2 separate regions of the Oryctolagus cuniculus genome follow, and region 2 is linked to region 1. A link is a contact called in public Micro-C data. All regions are on one chromosome and are shown on one strand. Each heading gives the region's core, a stretch centred on a gene start, on an enhancer-like site or on the middle of the called end of the contact. The rest is flanking DNA. Distances are from core to core; before and after follow the strand shown.

Region 1 (5,961 bases), core at 1,252-3,751:
CCCTCCCCTGGGAGCCAGGAGACAGGTGCTGCCACCCTCCCCATCCCACAGCCACCTGCTCCTCTGGCCTGCCTGTCCTCGCACCAGCTAGGCCTATGGGGCTCCAGCATGGGGGTGGCACAGGTGTGCTGCCCCAGAAGCCCCTTCTTAGCAAGGTTGGGCAGGAGGTGGTTCCTGCAACTGGCCTGGGAGATGGAGTGGGGATAGTGTATACCAAGCCTTCCAAAAAAGGGAGACCGAAGGGACCACGTGTCCTCCAAGGGGCCTTCTTGCCCTGGCCCCTGCTCCTCCCCCAATATTCTCTTTGTCTTCTCCTGGGCTGATTCATCGTTGAGCAACCAGGAGGCTCTCACCCCCACCCCGCCCACCTCTGCCCAGCTTGCTGACTTCTCCAAAAGCCCAAATTGCCCTGACACCATGCCCCTGGATCCCAGCCACTGGAGCCCCACCCTCCCACCCCCAGATGCGGAGCTCCACCCCCTCCAAGTGCTTGCTAGCCACCCCCACCTCTCCAGCCCCCAGCCCCTGACCCCTGCAAAGCTGACGTTCTCTTCCCATGACATGCTGGGGTCTTTGCTTGTTCCCAAGTGTTGGGATGTGCCCATGGGCTCCTCTCCCCAAGCCTCTGTTCTCTCCAGAGCCCAAGCTGAAAGGCCCATCCTCTTTGCCCCTTCCACCTGCCTCATGTCTCCATCATTCATTTGCTTGTCTGTTCATTGAATCACTTATTCATTCTCTCAGTCATTCCCTCTTTTTTTTTTTTTTTTTTTTTTTGACAGGCAGAGTGGACAGAGAGAGAGAAAGGTCTTCCTTTGCCGTTAGTTCACCCTCCAATGGCCGCCACGGACGGCGCCCTGCAGCCAGCGCATCGTGCTGATCCGAAGCCAGGAGCCAGGTGCTTCTCCTGGTCTCCCATGCGGGTGCAGGGCCCAAGCACTTGGGCCATCCTCCACTGCACTCCCGGGGCCATAGCAGAGAGCTGGCCTGGAAGAGGGGCAACCAGGACAGAATCCGGCGCCCCGACCGGGACTAGAACCCAGTGTGCTGGCGCCGCAAGGCGGAGGATTAGCCTATTGAGCCACGGCACCGGCCAGTCATTCCCTCTTGACCCACTCGTGTGTCCCAGCTGCCTTCGATATACACAGAGGCTCAATCCCAGCTGGGCTGGCACTGCTGTCTCGATTTGCAAGATTGTTCCAAACCCATCTCCCCAGTCTCCGCAGCCCTGCACCCTGCTCCCTCTCAACCTTTCTTTCCACTTGAACGAGGCTCAGGGTTCACACAGGTGCACCTGCCTCAGCCCTCCCTGCCTCACAGGGCTCCCTGCATCTAATTCTCACACACACACATAGCAAGACACGCTGCCACCCCTGGATAAGCCAGCTACCTCCCACCCCCTGCTGCTTTTGTATCAAGAAGCCAGATCCTCAGAAAAGTTCTCTGAGACCAGTGAAGTCGGAGAAGTTGGGAGCAGACACACAGACACATGGCTCCCCTGGCCTCACCAGCACAGAGCACTTTACTAGTGGGTGGGGAAAGGCTGCAGCCGGCTCGCCAGCCCCCCTGCCCTCACCCCCACAACCTGCAGGGCAGGGGCAGCCTCCTAACACCTGGTGCCTCTGCCAATCAAGGCTTCAAGCCACGACCTGCCTGGATCGTAAGCTGGAGAAGCTGCAGGGCTGGAGATTCCGCCCCTCTCCCTCACCCTCTCCTGGGGAGCTCCCAGGCTTCCCCAGGGCCTCACCCAGGTCCCTCCCAAGGAACAGCTCCGGGAGCACAATGGGGCCCGCTTCCGGGACCTGCCCAGGGCGCGGGGTGGAAGAGAGGCCGCCTCAGCCCCTGCCCCCGCTGCCCGCGTTCTCGGCCTCCCTGGGCCCTCCCGGGCCCCATCACCTCTCCCAGGGCACGGTGAGGCCTGCGGCAAGGCCTGGCTACCCCTCAGCCCCCCACCGGTGTGCGTTTGCCCATTTCTGTCTGGGGAGGACGGAGCCGCTGCGGGCAGAGCTCCCAAACGCTCTGCCCAGTGGCCTAGCCCCTGGAGAGGAGCCCAGGCGGTTGCTGGCCCCGAGAGGGGGTCTTGCCACCCTATTCACTCCTTGGAAGGCCTCTGCCAGCCCCCGGGACTCCCCATTCCCAGAGTGGCCTTGGAGGAAAGTTAATAATTAACAAAACCTTCCTGCCGGGCCTCGGCCAGGCCCCTCTCCCCAGAACCCCTCACTGTCACTTCTCCTGGCCTCCCAAGCCCGCGGGGTCCCTCCCAGGGCAGGCCTGGGGTGCTCACCTGCCTCCTCTGTCCACCTCCTCTCCAGCAGGGCTCTGGGGCCTGGGCTCTGACACTGCCAAGCAGCTCCCCGAGCTCAGCCCAGCCAGGACTCCTCCCCACTGCACTCCCAGAATCTGTCCCACTCCCTCCCCAGCCCTGCCTGGCTGAGCTGGCTCGGTGGGGAGATAGTGACTGAGCTCCCTCTTGACTTGGCCCTGGGGTTGGGCCCTTGTTAAAGGGATACACACCTTTTATCACACCCCTCTACCCCCACCCCAGAGGGAGTGGTGGAAGCTGGCACTCCCCCAACCCCACCCTCCTTGCTCTGCAGGGCAGGAGCAGAAGCAACCAGGTGCAGAGGGGACGGGAAGCACTGTCACCTGTCACCTGTCACCTGCCCTTCTCACCTGGATCCCTGAGAGCCAGGTAACAGACAAGTGCAGTTAGCATTCCAGGCCAGCCCTAACTGGCCACAGAAACTTCCCCATTGTTGGGATTTCAGGAGCAGTGCCTGATTTCCGTGGGCTCAGGTCAGAGGCGGTCATCAGCGCCCAGAGGCTGGCTTCCTGGTCTCCCATCTCCAGTCCAGTCCAACAGAAAACTCTCCTGATACACACCCCCATCACAAAGACCTCCCAGGCGCAAAGGAGGACTCCTCTGGGAACCCTTTCCCTAGGTACCCCAGGAGACTGGCAGCTCCGCCTCCCGCTGTCCTGGGGCAGCCCTGACCCCAGAGTAGGGGCTCCCTGGCCCCCACTCACAGGCATCAGCTGTGTGTCAGACTCTCTAAGTTCTTCACAGGGCAGGGTGCCCCATGCTCATCCTCCTAACCAGCCTGTGAGGAAGTCCCTTCATATCCCCATTTCACAGATGAGGAAACTGGTACCCTAGGGCACGCCCAGAGTCTCAAAGACACGTAAGTGGCAGAGCTGGGATGCAAACCCAGGCCAAGACACCTGGGTTCATGTCCTTCCCAGGTGTGTCCCCTAGGCCTCAGTTCTTGCCAGAGGACCAGCCCTGTGGCTGAGAGCAGCCCATGCCTTGGACAGGACTGGTTCTGCCACCTGTGAGGCCTGGTACCATCCCCAACCCAGATACAGGTGAAAAGTGAGTCCTAATTCACTGCCCCTAAAAACCACTGCCACCCTCTCGTCTGTGGAGTCTGGAGGAAGAAGCATCCAATCAGCATTTGTGGGACCAGCTCTGTGGTGCAGCGAGTTAAAGCCCCAGCCTGCAGTGCCAGCATCCCATAAGGGTGCTGGTTTGAATCCTGGCTGCTCCACTTCCAATCCAGCTCCCTGCTAATGCATCTGGGAAAGCATCAGAGGATGACCCAGGTCCTTGGGCCCCTGCTCCCATGTGGGAGACCCAGAAGAAGCTCCTGGCTCCTGGCTTTGGGTCGGTTCAGCTCCAGCCATTGCGGCCATTTGGGAAGTGAACCAGCGGATAGACCTCTCTGTCTCTTTGTAACCCTTCCAAATAAATAAAATAAATCTTAAAAAAAAGACAACATTTGTTAATTTTTCTATTTTTTTATTAATCAAATGATATAAAACAACCATCATTCCGTAAATGTCCAAGCACCCAGCCAGTCCTCTCACCCCAAAGGCACTCCCTCCTCATCCTCTCCTCCCATCCTGCTCCCCATTTCCCCTGCCCCGGCCCAGGGATGGAGCCCTGGGAGGAAGTGGGGGCAGGGCTGGAGGCAGACAGGGACAGCACTGGACAGACAGGAAGGGAAGAGGTTGGGAGGGTTGGTTCCCAAAGACCCTTTTCAGTACCATCTTTCCAGCCGCAGCCCCAGCCCCTGCCTCCAAACTATGTCCCGCAGCCCTCTCCTCTCCACCCTCCAAGGTCCCCCCATCTCCAGCCCCAGCCCACAGCCATGCCTCCCGCCAGTGGACACCCCACGGAGCACCCAGGGGGAAGAGCACAGAGCTCCTGGGGTAGACTGCTGCGGAGCCACACCTGGCAGAGGTGAGAGGCGCTGCAGGCTGGGGAACAGGGTGGTGGTGGAGAGAAGTTTTATTCCCAGGCTCACAGTCTCGAGGTCCCCTCTTCCCAACACCCCCCAGGCACCCCAGGGGGATAGCCTCAACTCCCAGGGACGGGGCTCTCCTGCTTCACGCTCTTGGCGGCTTCGCCAATCAGCTCCCAGAAACTCCCGAACTCCAGTTTGGCATCGTTACAGTTGCCCAGGTTGGCAATCTTCTCTTCCAGCCCACAGTTGCTCTGGGGAGGGAAGACATCACAGCTCAGCCAGGCAGCACCTGCAGATCCACCGGCCCCACCCTTCCCCAGGGGCTGGCCCAGGACCTCAGTGCCTGTGTGGGTGGGGTCTTGGGCAGTGGCTTGGGGCAAGGGTCCAGTCCCTCAGTACCGGCATGAGGTGGGGCAGCTGCTGGGTGACCAGGTCCCGGAGCTCGGAGGGGGTCAGTGTCTCCTTCCCACCCTCCACGGAGTACTGGTGGAAGTTCTTGATGAGGGTCTCGATGGCCCTCTCCACGTCACTGAATTCCTGGGCATCCTGAGGGCAGGGCACATCACCCAGTTTACCCTAGGACACCTTGCTTCCCTGGCACGGCAGGAGATAGCTGGAAGGCACGCGGGGTGCCCGCCCACTCCAGAGCCCAGAACACTCTCCCCCACCCCCACCCCGGCCTCCAAGCCACAGCAGCCTCTGCCCCAAGCCAGAGGTTGGGCAAGGCTCTCCTCCCACTACCCCAGCCCCCCCAGGCAGGGCAGGTTCCAGCAAGTGCCAGGAGGACTCCATCCGCATCACCCTGTGTGGGCATCAGAGCTGGGGTGCAGGGCAAGGCCGGAGGAAGGGGCAGAAGTCAGTGGAGGCAGGAGGCAGGAGGGCAGTGCAGGAAGAGGAAGGCTGGGAGTGAGCAGGCCTACCTCGGCATTGGCTGACCGGCACTGGCCCATGGTGCCCACTGCGCTGGGTCCCTTGGAGAGTTCTGCTGTCCTACAGAGTGCCCCAGAGGAGCTGATGGCTCATGATCTGCCTAGAGGAGGGGGGGGCCTCAGGTGAGGGGGGGCACCTCACCCAGAGGCTCAGACAGCACTCCACACAGGCTCAGCCCCTGCCCGGGCTCCAGGACGTAAAGGCACAGCGCCCAGGCGAACCCATTTAGAGGGAATCCCCCAGGCCCCACCCTGGCCTCGCTGTTTCCACTTTTGCCAACAACCCACCTGTATTTGAAACACGCTCCCTCCGCACCCACCCTCCAGGAGCCCGGTCCCCAGCTCTCCCGGGGGCAGCCAAGGGTAGGAGAGGCTCGATGTGCTCCCGGGACAGGGGCAGCCCTTCTGAGTGAAAACCTCAGGCCTCCTTACCTGCTGGCAGCCGTTGAGACGGGACGGGAGGAGCCAGCTCACCTGAGCTCAGCTCTTATACCTGGGGGAAGGGAGGGGAGGCAGGGGGCTGGGCCTCATCTCTGAGCCACCCCTGCCATTGCAGCCGCCCAGGCGGTGAGCCAGCTGTGGGAGCCCCACCCCTCACTGGCCAGAGAGGTTCCAGGGCCTGTCCCCACCCCTGGCAGGAGGAGGGAGCATGAAGGGCTGGGTCTGGGATGCCCCTGGCCTGGGATCAGCAAAAAGGCTGGGGAGGGAGGGAAGGAGGCTTGGAGACGCTATGGGATCCATGGGATCCGCCTGGGGGCCTTGCGGGCTGGGAAGCGGAGCCAGCCTGA
Region 2 (5,961 bases), core at 2,462-4,961, 41 kb before region 1:
AATTACTTATTTGAGGGCCAGCACTGCGGCGCAGCAGGTTAAAGCCCTCGTCTGCAGCGCTGGCATCTCTATGGGCATTGGTTAGAGTCTCAGTTGCTCCACTTCCTATCCAGCTCTCTGCTATGGCCTGGGATAGCAGTAGAAGATGGTCCAAGTCCTTGGGCCCCTGCACCCATGTGGGAGACCCGGAAGAAGCTCCTGGCTCCTGGCTTTGGATTGAGTCAGCTCTGGCTACTGCAGCCATTTGGGGAGTGAACCAGCAGATGGAAGACCTCTCTCTCTCTCTCTCTCTCTCTCTCTCTCTGCCTCTGCCTTTCTGTAACTCTGCCTCTCAAATAAATAAATAAATCTTTTTTAAAAATCACGTATTTGTATACTGTATAATCTATGAAAAGATATATATGCCCAGTGTTCTATCTATAGAATGGGGTTTTATATATATATATATGTGTGTGTATATATAATATATATATATATATAATGAGAGATAGAGAGAACGTATCATGACATGTGTCCTATTCATAGGACAATCTGTCTTTTCATTCATTCTCATTCTCAATGATAATAAAGAATATATGACCTTTAGATTATAATTTCTCACATATTTTAATACACCTGTGTAAATGTCATTGAAATATTCATATAACTGAAATCTTGGGATCTAATGGGTTAAAGATCATGGTAAATTATCTTTGAATTGGGGGAGCCAGCACTGTGGCACAGCGAGTTAACGCCTTGGCCTGAAGCACCAGCATCCCATATGGGTGCGGTTTGGGGCCCGGCTGCTCCTCTTCCAATCCAGTTCTCTGCTATGGCCTGGGAAAGCAGCAGAAGATGGCCCAAGCCCCTGCACCCATATGGGAGATGCGGAGGAGGCTCTTGGCTCCTGGCTTCGGATCGGTCCAGCTCCGGCCGTTGTGGCCAACTGGGGAGTGAACCAGCAGATGGAAGACTTCTCTCTTTCTGCCTCTCCTCTCTCTTTTAACTCTGACTTTCAAAAAAATCTTTAAAAAAAAGAAAGAAAGAAAAATTTTAAAAAATCTTTGAATTGGACTGTTTTGCAGAAAAATAGTAAATAAACTAAAAGGAATGGAGAGTCCTCCCGGGGCCCAAGAAGGCCAGGGCCGGGAGTCCTGAGCCCTGGTTCAGGGCCGGCCTGGGGAGCCCTGGACAACAGGGTAACCCTGGAAGTCCCTGCTGGCCGCTGGCCACCGTGGTCCTCGAGGCTGCCCAACACTGTCAGCGCCTCCTCAGCCCCTTCTCCCGAGAGCCAGAGGGAGCAGGGTCTTCACTGAGCTGACCCCACTTCCACCTCCACACCAGACCCCACAGGCTCATGGGTCAGGGCCCAGCTCTCCCTCCCCACCGGGCAGCCTGGGAAGGGATCCCCAGCAAGCCCCTGTGAGGGCCCAGTGAGGACAGAGAAATGGACAGTCAGTGGCAGGAGTTTGCAGCAGGCCTTGCTGGGCGCCAGGGAGCCAGGAGGTGGGCACTGGAATGCACCACCTGTCCCTGTGGGGCCACAGCCCAGGTGGGGAGAAGGTAGCTGAACTCCCTCCCCACCAGGAAGGATTCCGCTGGGCTCAGAAGGAAACCAAGTTAAGCGTCCTGGGGATGAGGGCGGAATCCGGGGCACAAGGGCAGGCCTCAGAGGTCACCCTTTCCCAGGCCCCATCTCTGAGCTGCTCAGATCAGCCCTCAAAGGCTAGCAGGGGTCCCGGGGTGAGGGTAGGGGAGCTGGTGCAGAGGCAGGGAAAGCCGCGGGCCCTCCTCTGCCAGCCCTGCCCTCAGTGAGGTGGGAGGGAGGAGGCAGCAGTGGGCGGGGCCCGGACCAGGCAGGGGGCCCGGACCAGGCAGGGGCCGGCACCCAGGACCCCAGCGCCCAGGACCCCGTCTCTTGTCCTTAGTCCTGCTAGAATCTAGGACATTGTGAAAAGCAAAAACAAGCAGGGTTGGCGTTAAACGCCTTGCATGACCCCCAGAGAAGGGCCCCCAGACTGAGACCCTAAGAGACAGCTCAGAGCAACCTCTAAGCTGAGAACCCATTGACGAAGCTGGAAAAGGACCCCTCAAACTGTCACTTCACGGGGGGTCCCCCAAATAGGAAAGATCCAGAGAGGCCCCAGGCTGATCCCACCAAGAGAGCCAGCATGAGAACACTGTGGAGACCAGGCCAAGATGGGGTCCTCCCCGCCCCGCCCACATGGCAGAGAGACCAGGAAGGACCGCCGGCCAGGGCCCGTGGGGATTTAGGCCCCACCTTCATTGGCTTCCAACTGGCGTTTCAAGGAAACCAAACTTGTCCTAACTCGCTCCCACCAGAGCTAGCCTCCTGCGGCCCCACCCGTGCTCTCTCCAGCTCTGCCTCCAGCTGGAGGAGGTTCCAGGCCAGGCCAAGAGCAGCGTGGAGCCCACCCGAGCCAGAGCAGGGGGCAGGAGGTGTCCTGGCAGCCTTGTCACGGGGCGTGGAAGCTCTTGTTCTGTGACATCCTGGGTCGGCTCTCTCCAGTGTCAGAGCCTGGAGCAGCTGGGAACACCTGAGCTCTGCACTCCTACGCATGTGTGTGCACGTGTGTGTACATGTATGTGAGACACACAGGGAGGCAGGAACACCTAAGCCCTGCACTCCTGTGCATGTGTGTGCATGTATGTGCACATGTGTGTACATGTATTGAGAGACGCACAAAGAGAGGTGGGAACACCTGGGCCCTGCACTCCTACTCGTGTGTATACATGTGTGTTCATGTATGTGCACGTGTGTGTGCGTGTGTGAGACACACAGAGAGACAGGCAAGAACAGCTTGGGGCCACCCTGAGAAAGCTGAGAGCTAGAGAAGGTAGCTGGGAGCACAGGTGATGATGTCGGGTGCGGGAAACATGGGGTTTTTTAATTTTTACTGATTTCTTTTCATTGAATTTGAAAGGCAGTGAGACACAGAGAGATAAACAGAGAGAGAAAGAGGTCTTCCATTCACTGGTTCACTCCCTAAATGCCTGCAATAGCCAGAGCTGGGCCAGGCCAAAGCCAGGAGCCAGGAACTCAACCCAGGTCTCGCACAAGGTGGCAGGGACCCAGACACTCCAGCCATCGCCTGCCTGCCAGGGTGTACATTAGCAGGAAGCTGGACTGGCAGTGGAACAGCTGGGGCTCGAACCAGGCACGGTGATACAGGGCACAGGGACTTAACCACGATGCCAAACGCCCTCCCCAAAGTTCTTTTTAATGGCCGGCACCACACCCCTCTTGGTGAGGAAAGGGGTGCCTTGGGTGTGCTCAGGGCACCTCGCAGGGAACCATGGGATTGCTCGGCATGCAGACACAGCTGGGAAACAAATGTTGGCTGTGTGGCGTGTAAGGAGGCCGGGAGGGGCCGAGGGGGGAACAGGAGCACCTGGGCCTCCTTTGCTCCAACCTGGAGGGCAAGCGGGTGTGTTCCTCCCACCCCTACATGCCCCCACCCCGGGAGGGACTTGGGTAGAGAACAGTACACACACACACACACACACACACGCACACACACGCCCAGGGTCCTTCTGCTCTTCGTCCACCCCGGCCCATCTGGGCACCGCCCTTCCTGTGGGCCCAGTTCCCCTCCCCCCAGCAGATGGGAAGCAGCTTCTTTCCCCTCCCGGCCAAGGTGACTCACCCAGCCTCAGATGCCCAGGCAGTGACTCAGCCGGCACCGCCCTTGTCCCCTGGGGCCAAGGCAGCAGCAGCCGGAAGCCTGGGCCCCAGAGCACTAGCACGGAGACCCTTCACCACTGGACCCTGGGCTGGGCAGGGTGGGACACAATGAGGGCCAAGGCCCTGGGTCTCAGAAGGTGCCCCACGCACCCACGCCTCATCTCCTCCCGTGGAGAGCCTGCAAAGGCCAGCTAAATTCCAGGGACCTCAGGGAGCCCTCCAGGGTCCCACCAGACCAGGCCTCCACCTGCCTGTCCCACGCAGGGCTCTCCCCCCACCCCACCCCACCCCCGCCCTCAGCCTGCATCCTCAGGCATCTTGTCTTCTCTCGTCCTCACCCCCTCACGGTGAGCTCACCCACCCCGGGACCCAGTCTCACTCCTCCGGCATGAGCAACGGGAGCGGCCACACTGGGTGCCAGCCAGCTTGATGGTTACCAAAGGGCAGGGGGCACTCTTTAGGGTCCTTCTCGCCTCCTGAAACCACACCACCCAACAGCAAGGTCTCTTCTGGGGCCCAGGGTGCTGCTGAGACCCCAGGGTGGAAATCAGGGCTCCATGGAGTCACTGCAGGAAGCTTCCTTCCCCAGGGACCAGTGAGGGAGCCCAGAGAACCGGGAAGGTCAGAGAAGCAGTCAGAGAGAGAAAGCAAAACAGGGGTGGGGCTGGGGGGACAGGGAAAACAGAAACGGGGGGGGGGGGCTGACTGTAAGGAAAAGGGGCGCAGAACACAGAGGAGACAGGATACGGACACACAACCCAGAGGAATTTATTCAAGAAATATAAATTCGCAGAGGTGGGTGACCAACTGGCAGAGGGCCAGTCCTCAGTGGGCCAGGCCGTACCTAGCTCAGGGTGGGCTGAGGGTTAGAGACGGAGGTGAGTTTCTCCCTACAGGTTTTTCAGGTTTCCACACCGGCTTTCAAACCAGGAGAAGAATGCAGGAGGTGGGGTGAACAATACAGGGCGTGTCTCTTGGAAGAAGGCCAGGGCAAGGGGTAAAATGGCATCTTCTCTACTTTCAGGCAAAAACCTAAAATGGCCGAGGCTCCTGTCCTTGTTCTGTCAGACACCAGGGCAGCCCCTGAAGCCAGCCGTGACCAGGGACTGAAGCTAACAGGCAGGCCCGTCAGACGGCCACGCGCCCCACGCTGGTGCCAGCCACACTACTTTGCTGGGACTTGCCGGGATCTTGGGCACCTCCATGCCCCAGCGCAGGAGACAGTTGGGCACAGAGTCACTACACCGGCTGGGACAGTCTCCAGTTCTCTACGAAGCACAGAAGTCAGGATACAGTCAGGCCGTGGAACATGCAAGGCGGTGACCCTGCCAAGCTGCGTGGCGCCACCGCAGCGCCGGTTTCGCGCGGGCGGCCTGCTGGGTTCTGCCCGACGGGCTTGCGCCCCCTGGTGGTCGAGGAGCGTGGCTGCGGCGCTGGCGTCTGCTCTCCCGGTTCCCCTGGCCGTGGTGCCGGCCCGCCTGCCGCCAGCCCTTCCCGGGCCGCGTTCCTGCTGACTCACCAGGAGGCAGGGGTGCTGATTCATCTCCAGGGAGCCTTCCCACGCCCACGCCCGCACACCTGCCCCGCACAGAAGGGCTTTCCTGGGCAGTCCCTGCTGGAAAGCCCAGGTGAGCTTCTGAGACCTCGGAAGTGTGCTCACAGCCTCGGGGTCGGAGAGGAGAGGGTTAAGGTGTGGGACAGGGCTGCGCTGCCAGGGTCTCCCCCCACGGCCTTCGCCTGGGATCCGAGGGTTCCCTGCAGAAAGGAGCTTGGGTCCAGGTGGAAGTCCTGGCGGCGGCGGCGTCAGCTCTGAGTCAGGGGTGACCTCGTGGCCGCATCTCTGAACCCAGATGCCGTCACCAGAAAGATCTCTTTATTACCCTTTGCGCGCAAAAATAAGCTTTGAAATCTCTCACCAAACTGCATTATTCACGAGACCTAGTACAGTGCCCTCCGGCGTGACCACCACCCCGCCTTGCCCACCGGCCGGGTCACTCCGGATTAGCCCCTGGCGGTGGGTCCGTGCACTCCCCTGCTGTGCAGCACCTACAGTGTGCAGGGTGCTTCACCGGGCGCTCACCTGATTAGCAATCAGGCGGGCGTTGCGTTCAGCCCCCACCCCAGCAGGGCTCCTAGCTCCAGCTTCCTGCTCATGCCCATCCCGGGAGGCGGCAGGTGACGGCTCAGGTACTGGAACTCTGGACTGAGTTCCCGGCTCTGGGCTTTGGCCTGCCATGCATCCCACATTTGGGAAGTGAACCAGTGGACAAAGGTGC

The links. Hi-C and Micro-C count contacts between places; a contact is called where the count stands out from the background.
Region 2: a contact with region 1 is called in a Micro-C map of ear pinna, with 2.0 times the contacts expected there. The contact joins the enhancer-like site here to the promoter of S100A16 in region 1. A contact is called at or near these places in 2 of 6 Hi-C or Micro-C datasets (ear pinna and skin fibroblasts).

Annotation. Positions count from the first base shown.
Region 1 is chr7:44,693,910-44,699,870 of mOryCun1.1, reverse strand. S100A16 (S100 calcium binding protein A16) reads right to left here and starts at 2,501. Exons shown (of 3, transcript XM_051857287.2): 1 at 2,282-2,501. The region is part of intron 1 of S100A3 (S100 calcium binding protein A3); the gene reads right to left. It overlaps S100A14 (S100 calcium binding protein A14), which reads right to left and starts at 5,762. Exons shown (of 4, transcript XM_002715505.5): 1 at 5,606-5,762; 2 at 5,165-5,274; 3 at 4,644-4,790; 4 at 3,776-4,495. The coding sequence starts at 5,194. The coding sequence ends at 4,358.
Region 2 is chr7:44,735,676-44,741,636 of mOryCun1.1, reverse strand. All of the region lies in intron 1 of S100A3 (S100 calcium binding protein A3), which reads right to left. Among named protein-coding and RNA genes, the nearest start is that of S100A5, 21 kb to the left of the region's middle. Within about 2 kb of position 3,711, at least 4 of the 8 cell types and tissues checked have an H3K27ac peak or open chromatin away from gene starts, as enhancers often do. A contact at or near this core is called in ear pinna, where this site is marked.